Regions from separate parts of the Pan troglodytes genome. Here region 1 is linked to region 2. The links are chromatin contacts, called in public HiChIP or PLAC-seq maps. All regions are on one chromosome and are shown on one strand. Each heading gives the region's core, a stretch centred on a gene start, on an enhancer-like site or on the middle of the called end of the contact. The rest is flanking DNA. Distances are from core to core; before and after follow the strand shown. Region 1 holds the start of CBLN3 (cerebellin 3 precursor). Region 2 holds the start of DHRS1 (dehydrogenase/reductase 1).

The links. HiChIP or PLAC-seq counts read pairs in DNA pulled down with a chosen protein or histone mark.
Region 1: an H3K4me3 HiChIP or PLAC-seq map of stem cell-derived excitatory neurons shows a contact between it and region 2, with 4 times the contacts expected there. The contact joins the promoter of CBLN3 here to the promoter of DHRS1 in region 2. A contact is called at or near these places in 1 of 7 Hi-C or Micro-C datasets (stem cell-derived neural progenitor cells) and 1 of 1 datasets of contacts at active chromatin or transcription factors (stem cell-derived excitatory neurons).

Annotation. Positions count from the first base shown.
Region 1 is chr15:22,724,301-22,729,892 of NHGRI_mPanTro3-v2.0_pri, forward strand. CBLN3 (cerebellin 3 precursor) reads right to left here and starts at 2,361. Exons shown (of 4, transcript XM_001170186.8): 1 at 2,118-2,361; 2 at 132-764. The coding sequence starts at 431. It overlaps KHNYN (KH and NYN domain containing), which reads left to right and starts at 1,041. Exons shown (of 8, transcript XR_001709055.4): 1 at 1,041-1,375; 2 at 2,093-2,310; 3 at 2,827-3,974; 4 at 4,086-4,216; 5 at 4,300-4,396.
Region 2 is chr15:22,593,359-22,599,352 of NHGRI_mPanTro3-v2.0_pri, forward strand. It overlaps DHRS1 (dehydrogenase/reductase 1), which reads right to left and starts at 2,404. Exons shown (of 9, transcript XM_509871.9): 1 at 2,153-2,404; 2 at 1,533-1,706. The coding sequence starts at 1,682. It overlaps NOP9 (NOP9 nucleolar protein), which reads left to right and starts at 2,389. Exons shown (of 10, transcript XM_522808.8): 1 at 2,389-2,773; 2 at 2,981-3,424; 3 at 4,184-4,294; 4 at 4,537-4,678; 5 at 4,804-4,996; 6 at 5,646-5,786. The coding sequence starts at 2,527. It overlaps LOC104001983 (a long non-coding RNA gene), which reads left to right. Exons shown (of 6, transcript XR_010151079.1): 6 at 1,189-1,426.

The DNA.
Region 1 (5,592 bases), core at 1,111-3,610, 130 kb after region 2:
AGGCCAGATTAGGGAAAGATGTAGGAAGCTGTTTTCTTAAAGCCTCAGAGACAGCAAAGTGGGCTTGGACAGTTGCTTCCAGGTCCTTGCAGGGTCCTTCCAGGTCCCCTGGACAGGGGTAGGGGGATTACCTGGTCGAAGTAGATGGCCCCACTGGTGCCATTGCCGGTTTCCCCTGCTGGCTCATGGTGGTGGCTTCGGACCGCAGCAAATGCCACTCGCCCAGGGGGCGCCTCTCCCAGGGCTGCTCCCCCGGGCCCCCCTGCAGCAGCTCGGCCAGGCTCACAGACCACCAGGCACTCCCCCTCCAGCAGGACGGGCTCTGACCCCTCCTGGGCCCACCCGGCCCCAAGGGCCAGAAGCACCAGAACCAAGGGCAGTCCGGGACTGTGTAGGGGACCTGGTAGCCAGTGTGGCTTGGCTCCCAACATGGCTGAGGGGCTCTGCAACCCACAAGTGCCCCGGTCTTCTGCCCCTCTTCTGTTTCCGCTCCTCTCCCTGGATTCTCACCGCCGGCACCCTGATCGTCTGCCCTCTCTTGGCTTGCTGAACCCCCTTTCCATACCTGTGTCCCAGCTCTGTCCTGCCTCCCACTCTTACTCCTGCTGTCACTGCAGTTCCCTCCTCCTTGGCAGAGCATGCAGTGACAGCAGTTGGGCTTTGGGAGAGAAAGGAGGGATGAAGCCGCCTGCCCGCTGGACGGGAGGGCTGCAGCCAGAGCTTCAGGGCAGCCCTGCTGGATGGGACAGCACTGAGGGCTGGACCTGGGGGGATGGAGAACATGGTATGTGTGTGTGAGGGGTGTGAGAGAATGTGTGAGTGTGTGCATATGCCAGAGGCAGCCCCTCAACCCCTTCCTCCTATTCCTCTTCTCTTCAAAATCCCCCACAAATCAACAGCCCTTCTTCGTGGCATCTTTCCATTTGTTGGAAGAAAGGGGTACTCCACCAGGGGTACTCTCCGCCTCCCGCCTCCCGCCTCCCGCCTACCCCCTCCGCCACGATTGCTTTGGTGGAAAGTGCTTGGGCCTAGAGCACCAGTGGGCCAGTCACGCTGCCTCTTTGGTCGGCCACATCTTTTTTCGCGGGAAACAACTTTCAACGCATGGTTCCCCTTTCCGAGAAGTAACTGCGCAGAATGCGCGAGGACCCTGAGGGCCGGGAGACAGACGGGAGGGCTGGTGAGAAGCGCAAGGAGCGAGCCCTGGAGCCGCCGAGGGGACTAGGCCGAGCGGGCCCGTCGGGGCTTCTGGGTGCGGCGGCGGGGTTGGGAGGAGGGCGCGCAGCCGGGAGGAGCTGGGCTGACTCCGCCCCAGGCCAGGAAGTGACTCAAGAAACAGTTTGCGTGCGATGTGGACAAGAGAGGTCCCCGTTGGGTGAGGAACCCGGGAAGGCCCGCCCAGATTCGGGCCCCCTGCCCTTGTCCCCTGGGCTGGGGGCGCGGGCAAAGCGGGGGCCCGGCGGGCGCTGAGAGGACCCGAAGCCGGCGCGGGCGGCGGAGGCGGTAGGCGCGCCCCTCCCCCGCGCCCGGGAGCGGGGAGCGGGAGCCGCAGTGCGGAGTAGGCCCGGCCCGGGGTGGCTGCCCCAGTCCGCGGTGGGCGGGCCCGGCCCGGCCCCTGGGCCCTGGGCGGCGCTCGTGGCCTGACGGAGAGGGGCAGCGGACGGCTGGGGGAGGGGTGGGAGTGGCTTGAACCTTGGAAATGGCAGACCAGGGCCCCCAGAGGACAGCCTAGTTCAATCCCCTGCTGAGGATTCGTCCTTAAGAAGCTTCAGAGTCCCCCAGGAGACTCCTTCTGGCCTCCAGGCCGAGCTGGAGCCCCCCCACCCTACTTGCTCCGGACTGTGGTCGTCCTTTTCCAAAGCCCAGACGCCCACTCTCGATAGACAGCCTTGTTTACCGGGACTTCCTCTCCGGAGAGGCCTGCGTGACATACACCCTCCCTACCTCCAGTGGACTCAGATGCTTGTCACCTCCTGGGGCTGTTTACCAGAGCCTTAACTAGGTGCGACCTGTTGATAGCTGGTGTAGTCCCAGGAACCAGGATTTGGATTGAGGGTACAATGAGGCTCTGAGCTGCCTTCTCCCCTTCCAGGGCTGGGGGCAGCAGCCATGCCTACCTGGGGGGCCCGCCCCGCGTCCCCAGATCGCTTTGCGGTGACTGCGGAGGCTGAGAACAAGGTTCGGGAACAGCAGCCCCATGTGGAGCGCATCTTCAGCGTGGGGGTGAGCGTCCTTCCGAAGGACTGTCCGGACAACCCCCACATCTGGCTGCAGCTGGAGGGCCCCAAGGAAAACGCCAGCAGAGCCAAGGTGAACGCCTTCTCTCCCCCATCCCTCCAGGCACCAAGGACGCTTTCCCCCAGGGCGGAGGAGAGCAGGGAAGAGGAGGGGCCTGGGGAGGATCTCCACTTCTTGGTTGTCTCACTGGCAACCTCAGTGCCCCTGAGTTTTGAGGGACTTTCCAACTCTATATTTGTTTTCAGTTTCAGCTTAATTTCTTCTGTGATGGCCCAGGCTGGCAAAAATCATTCTGTGCTCTTTGGGAGAATAGAGATATCTGGCTGAACAAGTTGGCCCCACCAAGGAATGCACTGTGGGGTGGGAGGCTGGGCCACATTGCTTCCTTTGGGATTAGGCTGGGGTTCCAGGATGGCTCAATCATGTACCAGCTTTGTGATGGGAGTCTCAGTTTCCTTATCTCTAAAATGGGAATAACATCATGTGGATACTCCAGACATCCTGGAGCTCAGGAGCGAGCAAGGAGCCAGGAGGGGTGATCTGGGCCAGTTAGTTTACTTTTCCTGACCTTCCCTTCCTCCCAACCAGGAGTACCTGAAAGGCCTCTGCAGCCCAGAACTGCAGGATGAAATCCACTACCCGCCCAAACTGCACTGCATCTTTCTGGGAGCCCAGGGCTTCTTCCTTGACTGCCTGGCCTGGAGCACGTCAGCCCATCTGGTGCCCAGGGCGCCAGGCTCACTGATGATCAGTGGCCTGACTGAAGCCTTTGTCATGGCTCAGAGCCGGGTAGAAGAGCTGGCAGAGCGGCTGAGCTGGGACTTCACGCCAGGACCATCTTCCGGAGCCTCTCAGTGTACTGGAGTGCTGAGAGACTTCTCTGCCCTGCTGCGGTCCCCGGGGGATGCCCATAGAGAGGCTCTGTTGCAGTTGCCCCTGGCTGTCCAGGAGGAGCTGCTGAGTCTGGTGCAGGAGGCGTCTAGTGGGCAGGGGCCAGGAGCACTGGCTTCTTGGGAGGGGCGGAGCTCAGCCTTGCTGGGTGCTCAGTGCCAAGGAGTGAGAGCTCCCCCTAGTGACGGCAGGGAGTCCCTGGACACTGGATCTATGGGACCCGGAGATTCCAGGGGAGCAAGGGGAGACACTTACGCTGTGGAGAAGGAGGGAGGGAAACAGGGTGGTCCCAGGGAGATGGATTTGGGGTGGAAGGAGTTGCCTGGGGAAGAGGCGTGGGAGAGAGAAGTGGCCCTCAGGCCACAGTCAGTGGGTGGAGGGGCAAGGGAGTCAGCACCCCTGAAAGGGAAGGCCCTGGGGAAGGAGGAGATAACTCTGGGAGGAGGAGGGTTCTGTGTCCACCGTGAGCCTCCCGGTGCCCATGGCTCCTGTCACAGGGCAGCTCAGTCCCGAGGAGCCTCCCTCCTCCAGCGACTCCACAATGGGAATGCCTCTCCTCCGAGGGTGCCCAGCCCTCCACCTGCACCGGAACCCCCATGGCACTGTGGAGACCGGGGTGACTGCGGAGACCGGGGAGACGTGGGGGACAGGGGAGACAAGCAGCAGGGCATGGCACGGGGTCGGGGGCCTCAATGGAAACGAGGCGCCCGAGGGGGCAACTTGGTGACTGGAACACAGCGTTTCAAGGAGGCCCTGCAGGATCCTTTCACCCTGTGCCTTGCCAATGTGCCTGGCCAGCCAGACCTCCGCCATATTGTCATTGACGGCAGCAACGTGGCCATGGTGTGAGTACCTGGTGGGGCTAAGGGCCTAGGAGAGGGAGGATATGTCCTGAGGGGCTGGCATTGTAGCCAGGGTGCCAAGCCCCTCCTCTGGCCGACCCCCTCCCACTACAGGCATGGCCTCCAGCACTACTTCTCCAGCCGGGGCATTGCCATTGCTGTGCAGTACTTCTGGGACCGTGGTCACCGTGACATAACTGTCTTTGTGCCTCAGTGGCGCTTCAGTAAGGATGCCAAAGTCAGAGGTGAGTTGGGCCTGGTCTTCAGTGTCCCAGGATAGGCTCTGTTTCCACCTTGAGGAGAACCCTATTATGTTCTTTTTCAATAGAGAGTCACTTCCTGCAAAAGCTGTATTCCCTCAGCCTGCTCTCCCTCACACCCTCACGAGTCATGGATGGCAAGAGGATCTCCTCCTATGATGACAGGTACTTGCTCCTCTCCTGGCCCCAGACTTGATATTCAAGGAGCCCTGTGGAAGACTGAGGGAGAGAGAAAAGCTCCTGGTAGTTTACGCTGTTTCTAAGGCTTGGTGGTGGGTAAGGGGCCAGTTATTCCTCTGTGTGCCTTATGATTGGGTAGGTAAACCTGCCCTGCAGGTGTGATGAGATGAACTGTAGACAACCATGTTTGTCTATTCATCATTCATCAAACAAAATGATACCTTGTATTTATATAGTGCCTTACTGTCTAGAAAATACTGGTTTAGTGGAAAGGTGGGAAAGCTGGTTACATAAGTAGCTGACAGATGTCTTCTTATAACCTGAATTTCCAAACATGCAGAGAAATTTCCCTAACATTCTGGAAAAACCAGAGTAAAGGTCAAAATAACAAGTAAAATGGAGAAACACAACGCATGAATAATAGGACTGTACAAAACATGGTATAATAGAAAGATCACTGGATTTAGAATTGGAAGATCTGAATTTGAGCCTCAAGTAGCACTACTCATTGACTTTGACTGTGGAACTTTCCTTAGTGAATTAACCTCTTTGTCTCAGGGTCCTCCTCCATTCATTTACCCTCCTTGTGAATATACGAAAAAGATAAGGTATGTGCTTGCCTTGCTCAAGGTGCTAGGCAAGAGTACAGTGACATTCCATCCTAACTTTGCACAGACCTACTCAAGTGTGGCAGCGGGTATATCTCCAATCTGCAGTCGTGGAGACAGAGGGTCAGAGTGGTTACCTGTCTTAGCAAAGGGAAATTAGACCTCAAAGCTGCCAGATGGTTTGAATGAAAATACAAGGCACACTTCTACCATAGTCTGCCTAGGTGGTGTGAGAAATGAGCAGATTTTAGAAAGCCAAGTTAAAAAATTTACAAGTTCTTTATTCTCTAGGACATTATACAGTTTTTAAAAATTAGTTTTTCCAAACCATAGTGATTATATACTTTGTCTTTTCAAACACTTACCTTCTATTCCTTAACAAGTAAATGGTATTCTACAAAAAAGCAGTTTACGTTCTCCCAATGTTATTCTATTTATATCTGGATGTCACAGATTACCCAAGATATGGAATCTTCTTTCCACACCTGCATTGAAACAGAATTGAAACTGAAGATTGAGTTCGTTTTAATGAATGTTAAAGGCATGTGTCTGCCCAGTTGTGTGGGACCTGGT
Region 2 (5,994 bases), core at 1,154-3,653:
GTCCCTTATCTAAGAACAATCCTCCTATTCTCCAAATTTATGCTCTGGGTCCCCGCCTATTACCCGCCTTGCCTGAACTACTGCAATGCCTCCCAACGACCCACCTGACCTCCAGTCTGTCTGCCTTAAATTAATTCTTCATAATCCAGCCAGTATGACCTATCTAAAACACAAACCCTGTTCAAAATCTCCTAACTGGATCTCCATCTCTTAGAGAATGAAGCCTGAGTTCTCTATTAGGGTCTTCCAAGACCCACTCTTTCCTCTCCAGCGTCTCACTCACTACTCTTCCCTTGCATTATCTCACACATCTACTCTTTCACACAGCGTCCCTATGCTTATGGAGCTCCCTCTGCTGGAATGCTTTTCCTAACTTCCTTTACCTAATTCTTACCTTTCAAAACTCAGTTCAAGAACCACCTACCTCCTCCAGGACGCTTTCCCAAACCACTTTCCCTAGCCACTCTCCTATGTCATCTGGATGCTCCCCAACACCCCTAGAGTATTCTGTGCATATCTCCCTCTTATAATTTACCATATTCACATTACATTGAAGTGACTGCTTTCTGTACCTGACTTCCTGTTGGAATCTATCTTCATTTTTAATTTTAATTTTTTTTTTTAGAGACAGGGTCTCACTGTCACCAGGCTGGAGTGCAGTGGTGCAATCATAGCTCACTGCAACCTCGAACTCCTGGGCTCAAACGATCCTCCTGCCTCAGCCTCCCAAGTAGATGGTACTACAGGTGCAGGCCACCGTGCCTAGCTAATTATTTAAAAAATATTTTTTGTAGAGACTGGGTCTAGCTATGTTGCCCAGACTGGTCTCCAACTGCTGGCCTCAAGTGATCTTGCTGCCTTGGCCACCCAAAGTGCTGGGACTACAGGCATGAGCCACTGTACTCCACCATGGACTGAATCTCTGAAGAGCAGAAATTAGATTTTATTAGTCTTGGTAACTTCAGTGGTTTACCAATGCCTAGCAAATCATGGATACTCAAATATTGATTTAACTGAAGTCTAGTAAATAAGTAAAAAATGTGCAGTTCAATAAAGTCTTGCCTGAAATAGAGGAAAGCACAGGTCCACAACCCTTTAGTTGCAATTCCAAAATCTCTGCTCTCAAACAAAAAGTTTTTTACTTTTCTTTCTTTTCTTTTCTTTTCTTTCTTTTTTTTTTTAATACAGTGTCTCCCTGTGTCGTCTAGACTGGAGTGCAGTGGTGTGATCATGGCTCAACTCCTAGGCTCAAGCGATTCTCCTGCCTCAGCCTCCGGAGTAGCTGCTGGGACTGCAGGAACGTGCCACCATGGCTGGCTCAAACACAAAGTTTTTTCATAAAACTCACTTGGCGGCAAAATTCTACCTTACCTGAAGTTATTTACGGGGTTTTTAATTTCCACTTTGAATAAATATTCACATCTTGTTGAGTAGTATTATAGTTTCAGGTAAGGGATTAGGAAAGGGAGCTGTTAAGTGGAAGGGCTCTCTCGGGTGGTTTCTGCAACTGTGGTCCCAGAGGAAGCACTCACCTCCTGAGCAACAACGCGAAGGGTGTCCAGATGGCGGCCAGTGATGTAAACTGTGGCGCCTGCTTTGCAGAGCTGCAAGGCAATGCCACGGCCAATACCCCTGGAGGCACCAGTCACCACACACACTTGGCCATTCATGGGAGCTGCCATGACTCACAGGCAAAGGAGGAAGGTCTGTGGAAGCAAAGACTTACTCTGAGGGAAGCCTGGAGACTGTGTGTGTGCTGGGGCGAGGTTGGGGGGTAGGGGGGAACCTCACTAGGGCTAAGAGGAGGAGCCAAGGTAAGAATCCTTTGAGGGGAGAGGAGTCAGAGGCTGACAACTGGGTGCGGGCCTGAGGACAAGGCTGTCTTTTGGGAGGCCCAGAGAGTGAAGAAGGGGCTGAGTGGGACTGTCCAGAGGTGAACAACTACTACGACCCTCTGAGTGTGGCTGCCTGGATGGGGGAATCTGGCGCGGCAGCCCCTCGGGGCGCGTCCACGCAGAGTCCTGGGCTATCTGAAGCTCCGGTCCCTGGCCTGACTCAGTCCGGCTGAGCCAGAGGCGCAGCTTCCGGGCCGGGGATGAGCGCGAAGCCTGGAGATCCTAAGCCCTAAGTGGGACGAGCGTGTGCCGCTTACCTGCCACCTGCGCTGCCGCTGAGGTCTGCAGATTGCGGGGCTGCGGTGGAAGTCTGGGTTCTGGCCCAGATTGAGCCGGCGACGTGGAGGCAGTGTTCAAGGATTGATTCTGTAGTAGGACCCGGGGCGATTCTGTGCTGAGGTCGAGGGGCAGAGTCCCGGGCCAAAGTTAGAACCTGCGGATGGGGGCGGAGCGATCTGGGTGACACACCCACCCCGCCCGGCTGGGGCGGCGCGGAACTATGACGTAGTAGGTGCGTCAGGAGCGCGCCCGGGTTTCTAAACTTTGTCTGGGTAAGGCGCACGCTTGGCGACGTCGAAGGTCCGTCCGCAGTTAAGGAAGCTTTTGCAGCCGGACAGGTCGCGAAGCACACATGGGGCAGGGTCCGCGCTCTCCACACAAGGTGGGGCGCCGGTTCCCAGCTGGTGGCAAACGGGGGCGCGGGGCCAAGGGGTCGGGGCGCCCCTTACCAGGCCGTAAGCGGCAACCCTGGCCGCCTCCGGATGGGCGCTCGGAGCCGGCTCCAGATTCGCACCCGCACCTGAGCCCGGAAGCTCTGGGATATTTCCGCCGGGCGCTGTCAGCATTGAAAGAGGCTCCCGAGACTGGGGAAGAACGAGGTAGGCAGCAACTTCGGGGTTTAGACCAAGAGCATCAAATCCAGGGCAGGCAAGGAAACTTTCTAGGGTCGGCAGGGCGTGGGGACTTAGTTTCATTTCCCATGTCCTCTTCCTCGGCCTCCGACCCACGACCCTTGGTTAAGCGAGGGTACATAACTGTATTCTCTACTAAGTCTCTTCAAAGTGTGTCTTTCTTCACTTTTCCAGATCTGATGGTGCACAATATTATGAAGGAAGTAGAGACTCAGGCCCTAGCTTTGTCCACGAACAGGGCTGGCAGTGAGATGCTGCAGGAACTGTTGGGATTCAGTCCCTTGAAACCGCTTTGTCGCGTATGGGCTGCTCTGCGCTCTAACTTGCGCACTGTGGCCTGTCACCGATGCGGGGTCCATGTATTACAAAGTGCTTTGCTACAGCTCCCTCGATTGCTGGGGAGTGCTGCGGAGGAGGAGGAGGAGGAGGATGGAAAGGATGGTCCCACGGAGACCCTGGAGGAGCTGGTCCTGGGACTAGCCGCTGAGGTGTGTGATGATTTTCTTGTCTACTGTGGAGACACACATGGCAGCTTCGTGGTCAGAACTCTGCTTCAGGTGTTAGGAGGGACTATTCTGGAGTCTGAGAGAGCCAGGCCCCGTGGTTCCCAATCATCTGGTAAGTATTACAAGAGGAAAGTGGACCTAGGGGGAAGAAGAATTTAGAAAGTTCAGAATGAGACAGTAAACAGAAGAGTAAGTCTTCATGGGGGAGCTTGACCTGGAAGAATTAGCTTGACCTGTCCTAATCTGAACAGGGCTTAGCAAGCCAAAGATTAGTGTGTGCGGAGGCCCAGAGGTAGGGATGTACAGTTGTGTTTGGGGAAGGCTATTAGAATGGACGCAGGAGGAGAAATTTTTTTTTTTTTTAAGCATGACTTAATATACAAATGGACTTACGCAAAAGTAACATACACACTGGACTCAAGCAAAAGTTCAGGAAACAATACCCTTACTACATGCAGCCCACTCTGTTATTTTTTTTTCCTTTTCAAAACTATTCTGCTCTATTTCATTAAAAAAAAATGCTAGTTGAGACCACTAACTTGATTTCATGGTACAGTCTTGAGCTGTGATCCACATTTTGAAAAACTGGGAAATAAAGTTAGCGAGTTTAAATGAGGCTTTATTTTGGAATGCCTTGAATACCTGGCTGAGGAGGTTGAACTGTCTTCTGTGGACCATGGGGAAGCTGGTTGAAGTTTCTTAGAAAAATTAAGACAGAAATGTAGTCTCAGTTCAGTCATCCAGAAGAGACATTTAGTTGTACTACATCTGTTCTGCATCTCCAAGCGGACCTTGTTCATCTATGGAATTTTTCTCTCCTGGATGGCAGTTTGTGATCTCCCCACTGCACATGTTCTTAATCTTCCTTCAGAAGCACAGAAGACCCCAGCTCAGGAATGTAAGCCAGCTGATTTTGAAGTCCCTGAAACCTTTTTGAATCGCCTTCAGGACCTGAGCTCCTCCTTTCTGAAGGACATTGCAGGTAAGGAGGGAAGTAGGAGGATGGTCTCGTATCTACTTTTCTGGAGGTCATCTTACCACCAAGCAAGGCCCTTACATCAGGTTATTCCTCTTCTTTTCAAACCTGGTCTGGTTTGATGTTCAAAGCACTTTGTATAGTCCCTTTGTGTCCATAGTGCCCTGTATCTTGTTGCCTAAAGTTTGAGGTTACGCAGGTTGTCTGGATTTTGAGAAAGCTGCTTTATTTCTGCCCTCTCTCCACAGTGTTTACCACTGATAAGATCTCCAGCTTCTGTCTTCAAGTGGCTTTACAGGTTTTACACCGCAAACTTCCCCAGTTTTGCGCTCATCTCTGCAATGCTGTGATTGGCTACCTGAGTACTCGCAGTTCCTCAGTAGATGGCAGGTATGGTCAGGGCCTCAGGATCGACCCAAGTTGGCGGGGCTGTGTGAAATGAATGAGGTGATGTAGTGCAACTGTATTTTGCATGAAATGGAGTTAAGACTGCCTGATGCCCTTCTTGTCCCTAGTCCCCTACTGCTATTTCTCCGAGATCAGACAAGTTCCAGACTCCTGGAGCAGGTCCTGCTGGTGTTGGAGCCCCCAAGACTCCAGAGCCTCTTTGAGGAGCACTTGCAGGGGCAGCTGCAGACCCTGGCTGCACATCCCATTGCCAACTTCCCTTTGCAGCGCTTACTGGATGCAGTCACTACCCCTGAGCTGGTGAGTTGGAAACCTGAGCTGGATCTGTTTCTGCTAATTCTTGATCACTGGACCTTATTTTATGGTCTGTCTGCCTCTATATACCTTTGACATTGTGCTGGCCATTGCCCTTGAAAAGCTATTCTTTGAGGTTTTCCAGAGCTTAGGATAAAGGTGCCCACCTTCTAGTGAGGATTTGTTTTGACTTCTCTCAGGTATGAGGACCAGCAAGAGACTGGCTTTATTCAGGTTTACAGCTTGAGGTTCCATGGCCCACCCAGACTCTGGTACTTGGCTATAAGCCCACATGAGTGCTAGAGCTGTTGCCATAGCTTCTCTTTTCCTTTGCTGCTTAGGACTAAGGTGGGCTTCCCTGTGGTCTCATGCATTGGGTGTTAGAGTGGAAGTGCAGTTTAATTTTAGTCTCCCCTTGCTCCTAGTGCTCCCTTACACATAGGGAAGAGCCACTTAAAGTTCCTTCCTGTGAGGTGGCACCTCTAAGACTGCCCCCTTATCCTGGGCCTTATCTAGCCAAACAAAAGTCCTGATACTGGCAATGCTTTTTATGTTTTATCTAGCATTTTTAGTTGTTTTCGTTGGGAAGATTTCTCTGAATAATGTGGTCCGCCATTACCAGAATGCCAAAGTTACATTCCATGTTTCCCATCAGCTGTCCCCTGTGTTTGAGGAGCTGAGCCCTGTCTTGGAAGCTGTATTGGCCCAGGGCCACCCAGGGGTAGTCATTGCCCTGGTGGGGGCCTGTCGCAGAGTTGGGGCCTACCAAGCCAAGGTCCTACAGCTCTTGTTGGAGGTGAGTGGATATTACCCACAATCTGTTTATGCCCTCAGTTCAACTTCTACCTGTTAGGACTTATCTAATCTTAAGTTTTTGTACCTCTGGACTCAGGAAGTCTAATGCCCAAGGAGTTCACAGGAATGGGGGAAAATGAGGCCTATAGGTGCCCGCCACCATACCCAGCTAATTTTTTTTTTTTTTTTTGAGACAGAGTTTTGCTCTT